2 separate regions of the Sus scrofa genome follow, and region 1 is linked to region 2. Evidence: chromatin contacts called from public HiChIP or PLAC-seq data. All regions are on one chromosome and are shown on one strand. Each heading gives the region's core, a stretch centred on a gene start, on an enhancer-like site or on the middle of the called end of the contact. The rest is flanking DNA. Distances are from core to core; before and after follow the strand shown. Region 1 overlaps OSBPL3 (oxysterol-binding protein-related protein 3). Region 2 has its middle 12 kb from the start of CYCS.

Region 1 (7,108 bases), core at 3,467-5,966, 280 kb before region 2:
TTCAAAAGCAAAAGAACCCTCTGCTGTCTAGAGTCTGATAAATAAATGTAAATCTTTTTTTTTTTTTTGTCTTTTTGCCATTTTAGGGCCGCTCCCGCAGCATATGGAGGTTCCCAGGCTAGGAGTCTATTCGGAGCTGAAGCCACTGGCCTACGCCAGAGCCACAGCAACAGAGAATCCAAGCCGAGTCTGCAACCCACATCAGAGCTCACGGCAACGCCAGATCCTTAACCCACTGAGCAAGGCCAGGGATCGAACCTGCAACCTCATGGTTCATAGTCGGATTCGTTAACCACTGAGCCACGACAGGTACTCTAAAATAAATGTAAATCTTTAATATTTAATATTTAACCCAGGCATTTCAAAAGGCTATGAAATAAGAGAGAAAAAAAGTTACAGGAATAAACAGTGCTGGTGGCCCCAAGGATTTTTAAAGAAGGGAAGAACTAAATTACCCTCTCAAATCTTTAATTATAAAATCAATAAATGTCAGTTATTGTCCAGAGATGAGAGGCAAGAATATCAAAGGGTGCAGATCCATCCAACAAAGCCTAAGTCTGGAGCACACACACACCCCCGCCCACCTTTTTTTTTTTTTTTTTTGTCTTTTTAGGGCCACACCATGGCATATGGAAGGTCCCAGGCTAGGAGTCAAATCAGAGCTATAGTTCCAGCCTACACCACAGCCACAGCAACACTGGATCTGAGCCATATTTTCAACCTACATCACAGCTCATGGCAATGCCGGATCCTTAACCCACTGAGCGAGGCCAGGGATCGCTCAAGGATACCAGTTGGGTGTTTTACCGCTGCCAGAGTGGGAACTCCGAGAGCCCACTTTTAATCTTAACAGGTATCTACAGTATTTCCTGAATAAAATAAATGATAACATTACACAAAATGACAGAGGTCAAATATATCAGCACGTTACCTTGCCAGAAAACGAAATTTCTAGACTCAGCGTGACAAGCAGAAATAGGCGGATGATGGCTGACCTGATGGAAACAAAGGTGAAAACAAAAAGTTAACTTTGGTGTCTCCCTGGCATTGAGATGGAATCCAACATGCAGTGTCTAACCGAATGGAAATTTGTTTAGTTTCCCTTCAGCAGGTCTGTCCTCAAGAGGGTGCTCCTGACACAGTCAGCTCTGTCGTGCTCACATTTGTCAGAAAAAAGCCTGTGAATGGAAGCCTCTGGAAGCTTGGGGGGAAAAGCAGCCAAGTGGTGAGTGATGAGGGTGGAGACGCATTTTGAAAGATGGGAAAATAAAAGCAGAGATGCAAGGGCTGCCCACTTATAAACCACACCATCTGACCTCAGCTACCAAGGTTAAAATCAAAGACTGCTCTTCTGAAAGTACTTGCAAATGTTTCAATGAAGACGTCAAATAGTAAATACTTTTCCTTCTTTCTTTTCTTTTTTTTTTTTTAGGGCCGCACCTGCAGCACACGAAAGTTCTCAGGCTAGGGGTCAAATCGGAGCTGCAACCGCTAGCCTACACCACAGCCACAACAATGCAGGATCTGAGCTGCATCTGTGACCTACACCGCAGCTCACCACAATGCTGGATCCTTAACCCACTGAGTGGGGCCAGGGATCGAACCTGCAACCACACAGATACTAGTCAGCTGTGTTACCACTGAGCCACAATGGGAACTCCAGATAGTAAATACTTCTAAATGTTAGGTAGATATTTCTAAGCCACAAAAAATGTTCTTTGGCTCCGCAGATTTTCTTCTGAACACTCAGCATCGCAAAGTCCAGCTATCTTTCCAATCACTGACAGAAAGACCAGTCGTAGATATTTAAAAAAAAAAAAAAAAGAATAATGGTTTTATTAAAGACCTAAGCAACTGTTGAAAAATTGTTAAGTCAGCTGCTAAGAAATTTTTTTTTCATTTCTTTTGTTCATAAAAATATCTTGAATAAACATGCAGCGACAGTCTAGAAAAGAGCCCCCTGTACCAGAGACTGTGGCACGTTTTCCTGGCTTGTGTCACTGGGGGCATTTTATTCACTAACAAAGAAGCTAAAGAGAAAACGCCCCTGTTAGATGGCCTCATTATCTCAGGAACACGGAAGGCTCGAGAGCAGTGTATGCGCTATTATCATAATTCAGCACTAGTAAACCAGAACAGCGCTGCTAGTGATGTTTCCAGAAAATTCTCTGACCTAGCTGGTTCTTAGCAAAGCTTACATTTAAAGCCTTCAGACCAAAGCCTTCCTATTACACGTTGAGAATAAAACCAGAGAGATGAAGCAACAGGAACGTCTCCTAAACACAGGGATGGGGAGACGGAGAGAGAAGACCCAGCATTTTTGGTTTGCAGACGGTGTTCAAAGCCTCAAAAAAAACAATTGTTGGAAGCAGCTGCACCCTATTTTCAAACATATCAGGAGCTCAGAATTTTCAGAGTGCTGCTTGAGGTGAGCAGGGGTGGTGGAGAAGCGGGGGTGACAAGTCCACAACCACCTGCCTGGCTCTGGACCCCTGACTGCAGAGAGGAACGCGGTTTGCGAACCACGTCCGTGGCCCTCCTCCAGGTGCAGGAGGGTAGGGGCAAGCTAATCTTGAGTCCCGTCGCAGACCTGGTCAGTCGATGGGGGTGCAAGGGTCCAGCTTGGCCCGAAGAAAGGTAGGGACAAAGGGGTCAGTGGGGCCAGTATCTTCCAGGTCTCAACAAACTTAAATCTCAGATCTAACCTGAGATGGGAAGTGCATGTGTGTGTCCTCTCCCCTCCCCCCCAGCCCCAGGGGTGGTCTTAATTCTCACAGGCCTCTTAAGAGTGTGAACCCCTTCCTGTGACTCTGGGAGTTTCAACTCAGACACTGGCTTAGAAACCTAACTCCTAAAATGCAACTCGAAGAGTCGCGTTTGTGGGTCAGAGGATTACAAACCAGGCTAGCATCCATGAGGATGCGGGTTCGATCCCTGGCCTTGCTCAGTGGGTTAAGGATCTGGCATTGCCGTGAGCGATGGAATAGGTTACAGCGGCAGCTTGGATCTGCCATTGCGGAGGCTGTGGTGTCGGCCGGCAGCTGTAGCTCCAATTCAACCCCTAGCCTGGGAACCTCCATATGTCCTCAGGTGTGGCCTTTAAAAAAAAAAAAAAAAAAAAGAGCAACTCCCTCTGCTTTTCCTTCATTGTCTTTTTCAACCCAACCCTTGAGGATCCTTCATTTCACAAATGGCCCCCGGTCTTTCCTTCTCCCCCCGGTAGCTCTCAGCGAAAACAGTGTGTTTACCTTAAAACTGTGGGAGCATATATAACTAGGGCCAAGGGAATTCCGACCCCTCACTTGTCACCGCACCGGCCTGTCCACAGGCGGCACTGGCTCTGCTCCCCAGCCTCGCAGTGTAGGCGTATCTTAAAGTAGGTTATTATAAAGTAGATGATATTCAGCCCCACAGAAATATGCATCAAAACGGTAGAGATCACAGCCTCGATGAGGAATTTGGCATTTTGTAAGTCTGGCCAAACATAAACATCAAAGCAAAAATGCAATGTATAAAAACTGTAAACTCTCCTGTAATAATTTAAAAATCCCATAAAACAGAGATAAATATACTGTCCATGTGAATTATAAGAGAAGCCCTGTCATTCGATAAAGTATACATATGTCCCATAAAAATGCAAATCTGACCTTTTAAAATGGTTGGGTCAGACTAATGAATCAATGTTTAGCAAAGTGCCTTAGAGGGGCTCGAAGGGGTGTTTTCTAAAGGAATAAATCTCAACACTGACAATCAATGATTTAGCTTCTTTCTTTCTGGCTTAAAAAGGCCTCAGGGAATGATTTATCTGGTGTACATGCCCTTTTTTTTTTTTTTTTTTTTTGCTTCTTCTTTTTAGGGCTGCACCTGTAGCATATGGAGGCTCTCAGGCTAGGGGTCAAATCGGTGCCACAGCTGCCAGCCTACGCCACAGCCACAGCAATGCCAGATCTGAGCCACGTCTGTGACCTACACCACAGCTCATGGCAACGCCGGATCCTTAACCCACTGAGCGAGGTCAGGGACTGAACCTGTGTCCTCAGGGATAGTAGTTCATTACCACTGAGCCACAACAGGAATACCATGAAGGGAGTGCTTTAAACCCGGGTCCTCTGACTTCAAATCCAATGCTCTCCTGTGATGCCCCAGCTGTCTCTCTATGGCTGCTCTCAAATCAGGCTCTGGTCCCTCCCCAGGGTCTCTGCACGCCACTGCCATCCCATCTCACGGATATTCAGAAAAGGGATCTTTTGAGTCTGAGCTTTCCAACCTCTCTGAGTCTTACTTCTTTGAAAAGTAAGGTCTGAGGATTCCTCTGGCTTCAAAATGCTGTCCTTCTAACATCTGCTTTCTTTGAATTCCAGCATCAGAGGTGGCAGTCGATGCCAGCCAGTTGGAAAAGATGCTATGAAGCCTTTGATTCATTTTAACATCCATGGAAAGGCATAATTAATTCACAGTTACCCATGTCATCTTCGTTGATGGTACTCTCTCTAAAATCTACCAGAGCAGAGAGTGACAAGCACAGTCTTCCTTGTCCTTGCTTGTAGGGGACTTGGCTGGGTTTCCTTTCTCATTACATCTTAACCTAGGCATAGAAAAGCCTTAGATTCTGACTTTGAGTCTGAACTGATTCAGCCTCGGAGCAGACACTGTCTGTTAGCCTGTTGGCTGAGTCCGCTTTAGACTGACTCGCTAGGACTCTCCTCCATCACTTCCTCTCCCGTCCAATCCGATAAGAGCAATTTCTGATTGGGAAGGTTCCCCAAACATTCAGGAAATGAGTATCTGTGGTTTTTATTGTGCAAGTATTTCTGCGCTTCTTTTTCTAATCCTGAGGTCAATGAATTTCCCTGGTAATTAGGCATTCTTGTAATTTATTTGTATATCTGAGGTCTTTCTTCACCTGACCTAATCTTTTTTTTTTTTTTTTTTTTTTTTTTTTTGTCTTTTTAGGGCCACACCTGCAGCATATGGAGGTTCCCAGGCTAGGGATCAAATCAGAGCTGTAGATGCTGGCCTATACTAATGCCAGATCCAAGCCACATCTGCAAACTAAACCACAGCTGACGGCAATGCTGGACCCTTAACCCATGGAATGAGGCCAGAGATTGAACCTGGGTCCTCATGGATACCAGTCAGATTTGTTTCTGCTGAGCACGATGGGAACTCTGACCTAATCATTTTTGATTCATGCTCTGAGGATGCACTTTACATCAGAGGCACTTGGTAAGGGGAGAAGTGCATAAGTAAAGAGTATATTTCAATATCTGTGCATTTGGTAGGTTTTTTTCTTCTCCAGATTTAGAAAAATGTCCCTTAAACACAGCAGTTCTGCAGCTTTCCAGAGACACAACTACAGAGTCCTCCTAGTTCTGGACCCGTCTCTGACCACGAAGGGCCACTTGTGGAAAAGAGACCAAGCGGCAGGTCAGAGCTACCCAGTGAGTTGAGGGGGGCATTCGTTAACCATTTCCTGATTGCCTGTGTGTCAGGCACTGTCTTAGCCCCTGGGGATACAACAGGTCTTCATCCTCATGGAGCTGACATTTCAGTGCAGGGGTGAGACAGACAAGAAGCAAACAAGCAGAGCATCTACCAGGAGTAACATGTGGAGGGGGATGCGGCAAGGATGGGGTGGAGGGATGCCGAGGGGGAGTGTATCCCAGATGGGGCAGGAGGGGTAGGACCTTTCCAGGGCAAGAGAAACAAGGCAACTAACCACCCACTCAGCTGAGGGAGTGTGTCCAGGTCAGAACACACAGCCGCTGCCCAGGGTTGGCAAATGCTCGGTGTGTTTTAGGAAAAGCCCAAAAGGCCAGTGTGGCTGAAGCCGAGTGAGGGGAAGTGGGAGGGGGCATGATACGGGGCGGGGCGGCGTCCAGGAGGGTTTCGTGGACTGTGAGATTTGATCCCACGTGACTTGGGGAATCCGGAGAGAGATAATCTGGCTGCTGGGTGAGAAACAGGCTATGGAAACAAGAGACTGGTTAATGAGACTACTGCACAAGCCTGGTCATCAATGCCAGGCTCAGTGGCCAGCACCAGCAGCAGAGGCAGTGACATTGGCTGGCTTTGCAAGGAAGACCTTGGGATTTGCTGATGAGTAGCATGTGGATTATAGAAGGAAGCTCTTAAGGATGATGCCAAGGCCCAGTTTTGGGGAAAATACAGTTGCCAATTATTTTCTCTTCCACTAAGTTTAGAGTTAAGCATAGAGTTTTCTTTGATAAACACAATTTCTTTAAAAAAAAAAAGTTAAATAATGACTTGACCTAAAAATGGGAAAGCACTGGTTGAGTCACCTTACAGTTGATTTATTGCCTTTTTTTTTTTTTTTGTCTTTTTGTCTTTTTAGAGCTGCACCCACGGCATATGGAGGTTCCCAGGCTAGGGGTCAAGTCAGAGCCATAGCTGCCAGCCTACAGCACAGCCACAGCAACTCAAAGTCTGAGCAGTGGCAATGCCGGATCCTTAACTCACGGATCGAGGCCAGGGATCGAACTGGCATCCTCATGGATGCCAATCAGTTTCATTAACCACTGAGCCACAAGAATTCCGAGTTTTATTTGAACAGCTTGAATTTCCCCTTGATAAAGTCTTTAAATAAGCTGCCACTTTTATCAGAAGTAAACAACCCTGCCTACTAGTAAATAAAAGGACTCTTGAGAGGGTCAGGTGGGTGTGCAGAGAGGTAGGTGATAGGTATGGTATTTTCAAGTCCAGCCAAGAATGTGTGTTCAGAGTTCTAATGATTAACAGAAAAAGAAGAAGGCTGAGCCAGGAAGCAAAGGAAAAAATACTTCATTTGAATCTCTTACCTTTTAGTAACTTTCAACAACTCTGCTCAGCTTTTCTGTCAGAAACTCAACAGCAGGTGGCTGGGTGGATAATGGTTAAAATGACTCGAACAGTGATCTGACGCCTGAAGCGCCAGGCAATTAGGAAAAGCCACTTTTAGACAATAGCTTAACTGCATATCCTTTAGAGACACCAAGCTTTTCCCAAAGGCACAAAAAAGAAGCAAAGTGAACTGAAATGGATTTCCTCTTTCTTTTATTTTTAGAGCTGCACCCACAGCATATGGAAATTCCCAGGCTAGGGGGCGAAC
Region 2 (7,900 bases), core at 3,609-6,108:
GATTTGTTACCACTGAGCCATGATGGGAACTCCCAAAATACTAATATATTAAATGAGGAGTTCCTATCATGGCTTAGTGGAAATGAATCTGATAGTATTCATGAGGACACAGGTTCGAGACCTGGCCTTGTTTAGTGGGTTAAGGATCTGACATTGCTGTGAGCTGTGGTTTAGGTTGCAGATGCAGCTTGGAACTGGTGTTGCTGTGGCTGTGGTATAAGCCAGCAGCTACAGCTCTGGCTCGACCCCTAGCCTGGGAACCTCCACATAATGTGGGTGTGGCCCTAAAAAGACCCCCCCAAAATATATATACATATAATATATATACACATATAATATATATACATATATATACATATAATATATATACATATTATATATACACATATAATATATATACTTATAATATATGTATATGTAGTGAAACTGAGGGCAGTCATCAGTTAGATTCATTAAACCATAACTTGCTTGATAAACAACATCCTGTAACCTGCCTTTACCAATCAAGCTTGCCTTAATAGTTCTTGCAAATTGCATATCCTAGAAGCTTCTCGTAGCTTAAACAATACACCACAAGACTCCTCTAATGGCCTCCTATAAATAGCACTTCTAATGTATGGATTGCTATAGTTGCTTAAATTGTTTTTCAGGAACTTGGAGCTAATCTTGCCCAAATCAAACCAGTCAAGGCCACTGACTATTCAACTGAGCCTGTGGGAATATCCACTGGATTAACTTTTGACATCAGAAGCCAAAACCCTCCCTCTCAGATTATGCTAATGCCCCATTTTCTGAACATGCATCCCACGAAGAAGTATGCAACTCAGATACACCTGCAAAGGACCTCCATTGCTGCATCTTACTCAAATCATCTTGCCCACACACCTCGACCACTCTACTTCCTATCCTATAAATATCCTGAGCCCCTGACCTTCATGAAGGTGGATTTGTGAGGCTCCTGGGCACAACAGCTTTCCCGTGTCCCCTGTTTCTTGTTTTTAGGAAGTGGGCCTCATTCAGCCTCCATGACTTTCTCTGAGTTCCAAGAGGCAGGTTCAGCCAGTTGCTGATCAGGGAAGGGAGGGGATGCAAAAACAGGGAGGAGCAGTCAAGCAAAAACAGTACAGCCTGGAGTTCCTGTCGTGGCGCAGCGGAAATAAATCCGACTAGGAACCATGAGGTTGTGGGTTCGATCCTTGGCCTCGCCCAGTGGGTTAAGGATCTGGCCTTGCCATGAGCTGTGCTGTAAGTTGCAGACGCAGCTTGGATCCCATGTTGCTGTGGCTGTGGCGTAGGCCGGCAGCTGTAGCTCCAAATCTACCCCTAGCCTAGGACCTCCATATACCGAGGGTACATCCCTAAAAAGCAAAAAAACAAAAAACCAAAAAAAATAGTACAGCCTTGGGGCAGGATCCTGGTTCCATCTCAAGGGAAACACATAAAGATGTAGGCATCTTCTACACCTAAGAGAAAACTTACATTCCTTTGCTTCTTTTAGGAATGAATACTTTAAAACTTGGAGCCCATCCTTGTGCTTCTCCCTCGTTTGATTGCACCCTAAAGACAGTCACCTGTAAGCTAAAGATTAGGTACCCTAAACACAACTGCCTGTGGGTTAAAGATTATAAGCACATAATATTTCTTAGGAACTTTCCTAATTTGTTCTAATGGCTGATCAATATGCCCTTTCCACAAGTATTGTTATTCTAGCAAAAGTTATGATGCCATAACCCAGAAGTCCACCATCGGGATCAGGCTGAGGGCTCTTGACATAGCTTTGATGACTAAGGGGGCCTGAAAGAAAGAAGAATGTATGTCTGTCCCAACTCTGATTCTTATCTGAAACTGTTCTTCTGCTTTTGGACTATATAACTTCCTGTAGTTCTTCGCCAAAGTGGGGGCACAGTCTTTAAGGTGTGAGACTGCTGTGGCCTCCTTTGCCGGGCAAAGCAATAAAAGCTATTTTTTTTCTCTTTCATCCTAAACTCTGTGTCTGCATTTCTAGCAGAAGTAGAGAGAGGTCAAGTTTTAGCTACAGATTTAAGACTTGTTTTCCCGTCCCCTTGCCTGCCTGCCTTATAGGTAAACTCTTTCTCTGCTGCTGCAAACCTTGGCGTCCCAGGATTCAGCTTGCTGTGTGTCAGGCAAATAAATCTGTTTTGGTAGTATAAGGGCTGGGCCTATCAGCTAGGATTAGAATCAGCTGCATACAATAGAAACTGAAAAAACAAAGGCTTACATAAGAAAGAAGGTTATTAAATTGCTAAAGAAGTCTGAACTCATATGACAGCTTCATTAGATCACCGATATGCCAGTTCCTTCTGTCTTTCTGCTCTGCCATCCTCAGGTGCACGGTTCAAGTCCAAGACCGTTCCAGAGGAGTTTTGCAATCACATCCAGTTTCCAGGCAGGAAGGAGAAAACGGACAAAAGGGCAGTTCTTGGAGTTCCTGCCATGGCTCAGCGGTTAATGAACATGACTAGCATCTAAGAGGATGCAGGTTTGATTCCTGGCTTTGCTCAGTAGGTTAAGGATCCGGCGTTGCCTTGAGCTGTCCTGTAGGTAGTAGACGAGTCTCAGATCTTGCGTTCCTGTGGCTGTGGTGTAGGCCAGCAGCTCCAGCTGCGATTTGACCTCTAGCCTGGGAACCTCCATATGCCACAGGTGCAGCAGTTCTCCTGGCTGAATCAACTCTTCCCAGAAGTCCCACTCAACTCACACCTAAAAGCGTGAGCCATTGACCACACCTAAAAGTGAAGAGGAAAATGGATATCATGTAGGCAAACAACAATCTCTTCCAGAGTGGATAAAAAGAAACCTACAAATGAGGTTCAGAAGAAACGGTTAGTGAACGAGGAGAGGAACAAAAAAGCAGTGAGCTTGTGGCTGTGTCCCAAAGGGCGGTTCCCTGTCTTCCAGTGAGTTAAAAAAGAAGTTGGATTTAGATACTGCCCCTGCTCTGTAGAAGGCCAGGGGGTAAAGGTATTTACCTTTTCACCTTCAAGGTCTCCTGCTGGAGATCCAGCTTGGGTGAAGGGACAACTTCTGAAACGGAGAGAATCCATTAGAAAATCACATACCTTGGAGTTCCCGTGTGGTGCAGTGTGTTAAGAATCTGCTGCAGGACTTCCCATTGTGGCTCAGTGGGTTAGGAACCCAACTACTATTCACGAGGATGTGGGTTCGATCCCTGGCTTAACGTAGTGGGCTAAGAATCCAGTATGCCGTGAGCTGTTTTATAGGTTGCAGACGCAGCTCAGATCCCGAGTTGCTGTGGCATAGGCCTGCTGCAGCTGCAGCTGCGATTCGACCCCTAGCCTGGGAACTTCCATAAGCCGTGGGTGTCCCCCCCCCAAAAAAAGAATCCCAAAACAGCAGCTCAGGTCTCTGCTGGGCACTGGTTTGATTCCCGGCCAGATGCAGTGGGTTAAGGATCCAGTGTTGCAACAGCTGTGGTATAGATCACAGCTGCAGCTCAGATTCAATCCCAGGCCCAGAAAATCAAATACCTTACCTGAATTCTTTCGTATTTACTAGTATAGGCTTTGGTTGTGACCTGCTTGATTTAACTTTAGGGTGGAGAACAGAAGAAAGCTATCAGAATCCTTTTTTTTTTATTTTATTTTTTTTAAGGGCTGCACCTGCAGCATATAGAGGTTCCCAGGCTCGGGGTCCAATCGGATCTGCAGCTGCTGGTCTATGCCACAACCACAGGCATGCTAGATCTGAGCTGTGTCTGTGACTTCTACTAGAGCTCATGGCAACCTGGATCCTTAACCCACTGAGCAAGGCCAGGGATCGAACCCGTGTCCTCATGGATACTAGTCGGGTTTGTTAGTCACTGAGCCACGATGGGAACTCTGCTATCAGAATCTTTAGATAGGATATCTACAAAAAGAACCTGGCATATACTACAGCCTACATTCTGTTTTATTATGCTAAAAAAGAGTCCTTATGTCTTTACTTGACTTTCCTTATAATAAAAAAGGCCCTTCTTTATTACCTGTTTTGAGAGACAGTAGGTTGGGAAGGGGTGAAATAGGAAGACCCTTCCTGTTTCCCCACTAAGCACTGGTTCTTTTTTTTTTTTTTTTTTTTTAATGAAAGCAAGTTATTTTTATCGCATATTCTGGAGGGAAGAAACAGCTTTTGTTGTCATTTTTCTTTAATGCTCCACTATCCATCCCTAGCAGATCCTCTGCATTCTCCCTCCCATTGAAAAACTAGCTTTCTCATCATCTCTCTGTGGTGATGAGAGGAGTATGGATAATAAAATCTATTAGTAAATCTTTTTCTTTTTTTTTTTTTTTTTGTTTTTTTTTCTAGGGCCGCACCCGCGGCATATGGAGGGTCCCAGGCTAGGGGTCCAGTTGGAGCCACAGCTGCTAGGCTACACCACAGCTCACGGCAACACCGGATCCTTAACCCACTGAGCAAAACCAGAGATCGAACCCGCAACCTCATGGTTCCTAGTTGGATTCGTTAACCACTGAGCCATGATGGAACTCCGAAAACCCATTGGTAAATCTTAAGTCTTACTTTTTTTTTTTTTGGCCATGCCCAAGCCAGGGTTCAAACCTACACCAAATTTATGACTTGTGCCACAGCTGCTCCATGTAGGAAGTTCTAAATCTTCCTTGTTAAAATTGAAGTATATTTGATTTACAATGTTGGTTTAATTTCTGCTGTACAGCTAAGTGATTTGGTTATACACATATATACATTCTTCTAAGAAATATTCATTTCCATTACGCTTAAATTTTTATTGGTTTTTGTCTTTTTAGGGCCACACCCACGGCATAGGGAAGTTCCCAGGCCAGGGGTTGAATCGGAGCTGTAGCTGCCAGCCGACACCACAGCAAGAGCAAACCCAGATCCAAGCTTCGACTGCTACCTAAAACACAGCTCACAGTAACACTGGATCCTTAACCCACTGAGCGAGGCCAGGGATTGAACCTACATCCTCATGGATACTAGTCGTGTTCGTTACTGCTGAGCCACAATAGGAGCTCCCAGAACCAACGTTCTTTAACAATATAATTACTGAATATTGCTCAAGACAAGTTAGCAACCACTGTGAAGCAAGAATCTTATGGGTGGGAGTTTCCCTTGTGGCTCAACAAGGACCCAACATAGTGTCTGTGAGGATGTGGGTTCGATCCCTGGTTGCAGATGTGGCTTGGATCCAGTGTTGCTGTGGCTGTGGCTTGAAACTGCAGTTCAGATTCTACCCCCAGCCTGAGACCTTCCATATGCCACAGGTTCAGCAAAAAAAGAAAAAAAACAAAAACAAAAACAAAAACCGTACAGCTGAACCCTGCTATCGTCTTAGATTAAGCCTCCAGATAAATCCTTCTGGGGTGGGGAACAGTGGTGGGCTGAAGCCAGCCTCCTAAGCATCTCCTACTCTAAACTACTTCCAGTGCACATATTTCCAAGTTGATTTGTCTCCTTTCTTGTTGAGGTAACCCTCCAATGTTCAGGAGACGTTGGGCTAGGCCTGGCATAATCCTAGCAACGGGGGTTTTAAAAACTATGATTTTGTGAGGCTACTGGGAAAGCTAGGCAAACATACATGAAGAGTGTATGAAAATCGGGCACCCGTTTAACCTGTTGACCCAATGTCTCAGACCCCCTCAAAAAAGCCCTCAAAGTAAGTGGAGTTGGTAGAGGCTGTACTTTTTTTTTTTTTCTTTTTAGGGCCGTATGTGTGGCATATGTTAGTTCCCGGGTTAGAGGTTGAATTGGAGCTGCAGCTGCCAGCCTATGCCACAGCCACAGCCACAGCCACACCATATCCCAGCCACATCCATGACCTACACCACAGGTCACGGCAACGCTGGATCCTTAACCCACTGAGGGAGGCCAGGAATAGAACCCACATCCTCATGGACACTGTCCGGTTCTTAACCCCCCGAGCCATGATGGGAACTCCCTGTACTTCATTCTTGGCCCTGGTCACTAATAAAGAATTAGACATCACCTGGTGAGTGTTAAAATGATGGATAGGGAGTTCCTGTTGTAGCACAGGGGAAATGAATCTGACTCGTATCCATGAAGATTCAGGTTCGATACCTGGCCTCACTCAGTGGGTCAAGGATTCAGCATTGGCGTGAGCTGTGGTGTAGACTGTACCATTGGTTCAGATCCCAAGTTGCTGTGGCTGGCAACTACAGCTCCAATTGGACCCCTAGCCTGGGAACTTCCATATGCTTCGGGTACGGCCCTAAATTTGTGATTCCAGACACTTCTCCGAAATCCACTGAACCCACTGAATCACTTCAGTTAAGTCATCCAGTAAGCATCCTCTCCCTTCCATGCGAGCTGTCCAGCTGCTAATTTGACAAACTGTCCTGCCCATCGGTTTAAAGTTAGCTAAACTTAAGTTTGCACACACACACACACACACACACACACACACATGTACATGTATATATGTGAATGACTGGGACATGTTGCTGTGCAGCAGAAATTGATAGAATATTGTAAATCAACTGGAATTAAAAATAAATGAGTTGAGTGCCAGAAAACAAGCACATTCATGTGTTTATTCCTCACAACAACCCTACAGACTAATATAATTATTGCAGATGCAAAAACATAAGGCATAGATGGGCTAGTGTGTCCATGAAGCAGCATCAGGGAAGAAATCAGATTCTTGGACTCTCTTCCTCCAACATTCACCAATAAAAATAAGTTTTCCTTGCGTTTCCACTGAGGCTCAGTGGTAATGAACCCAACTAGTATCCACAAGAACGCACGCTCGATCCACTGAGGCCTTACTCAGTGGGTTAAGGATCCAGTGTTGCCATGAGCTGTGATGTAGGTCACGGTTGGGGATCTGGCATTGCTGTGGCTGTGGCATAGGCCTGCAGCTGCAGCTCTGATTCAACCCCTAATCTGGGAACTTCCATATGCTGCAGTTACCACCCACGCCCCCCCTGCAAAAAAAAAAACCTAAAACTTTTACAACATGGTATGTCCCAACTCACACCATAGGCAGGTGATTTTCTATCTATAGTTTTCCCCTCTCATCTGCAAACTGGAAAGATTTGTCATCTCTTGGTCCAGATGCATTACCCCTGCCTGATTCAGGGAGGGGTACCTATAATTTCATTAAACTACCTTATAAACTAGGTGAGGAAACCTGCAATTTCCAGAACTTATGCAGTGTATTTGATCTGTTGGAGTGTGGCTCCCAACGCTAAGTTCTGGCACTGAAATGAAGCATTTCTCTCTTCGAACTTTTATGGGAGAGGCAGAGAACAAGGGGGTTGGGAATGGGTGTTAGGGTGACCACGCTGGAGCATCTGTAACATTTGGAGCCATACTCTGATGTCGCTGAAGATTCTGCATCATATCCCAATTAAAAACACTGTTGAAAGTAGGGATGGGGGAGGACCAAAACCTTCCTTAGAGAATTTGTATCTGAGGCTGTCTGCTGTGAGAGAAGGGGAGACAGGTGAAGTAAGAAGCTTGAGAAGCACGGGGACCCTCTAAATTAACCACAAGGAAGACGGGGAGAGAACAGCTATATGAAAGGACGGCTGCACTGGGTTTCCGCTAGCTCAGCTGAATCAGAGATGCTGATTACAGGGGTGACCATCAGCAGAAGCGTGGGATTTTCTCACAGTACTCAGACCAGGTGCGGAAACGAAGAATGCAGATGACTTCTTTCCAGGCTGGGTGGCGGCAGAGCAGATGCCACAAAAGGCAACACAGGGGACAGGGCAGAGGATGCAGACAATGCAGTGACTGCAAAGATACACTGAGAAGCTGGCTAAGGCAAGGAGGCCCCAAGGGAATGATCAGAAACTGGAGGTTTTGACGAGTTCAGGGAAACAGAACTAAGAATGAGACATGGAGTGTTATGAAGTTGTGATCACATTGGGGTGGTAGG

What was found. HiChIP or PLAC-seq counts read pairs in DNA pulled down with a chosen protein or histone mark.
Region 1: an H3K27ac HiChIP or PLAC-seq map of alveolar macrophages shows a contact between it and region 2. The contact joins two enhancer-like sites. A contact is called at or near these places in 2 of 47 Hi-C or Micro-C datasets (embryonic fibroblasts and undifferentiated spermatogonia) and 1 of 2 datasets of contacts at active chromatin or transcription factors (alveolar macrophages).

Annotation. Positions count from the first base shown.
Region 1 is chr18:47,462,534-47,469,641 of Sscrofa11.1, reverse strand. OSBPL3 (oxysterol-binding protein-related protein 3) reads right to left here. Exons shown (of 23, transcript XM_021079019.1): 17 at 932-995. Among named protein-coding and RNA genes, the nearest start is that of DFNA5, 59 kb to the left of the region's middle. Within about 2 kb of position 4,716, at least 6 of the 83 cell types and tissues checked have an H3K27ac peak or open chromatin away from gene starts, as enhancers often do. A contact at or near this core is called in alveolar macrophages, where this site is marked.
Region 2 is chr18:47,178,304-47,186,203 of Sscrofa11.1, reverse strand. No RefSeq gene overlaps it. Among named protein-coding and RNA genes, the nearest start is that of CYCS, 12 kb to the right of the region's middle. Within about 2 kb of position 4,858, at least 1 of the 83 cell types and tissues checked has an H3K27ac peak or open chromatin away from gene starts, as enhancers often do. A contact at or near this core is called in alveolar macrophages, where this site is marked.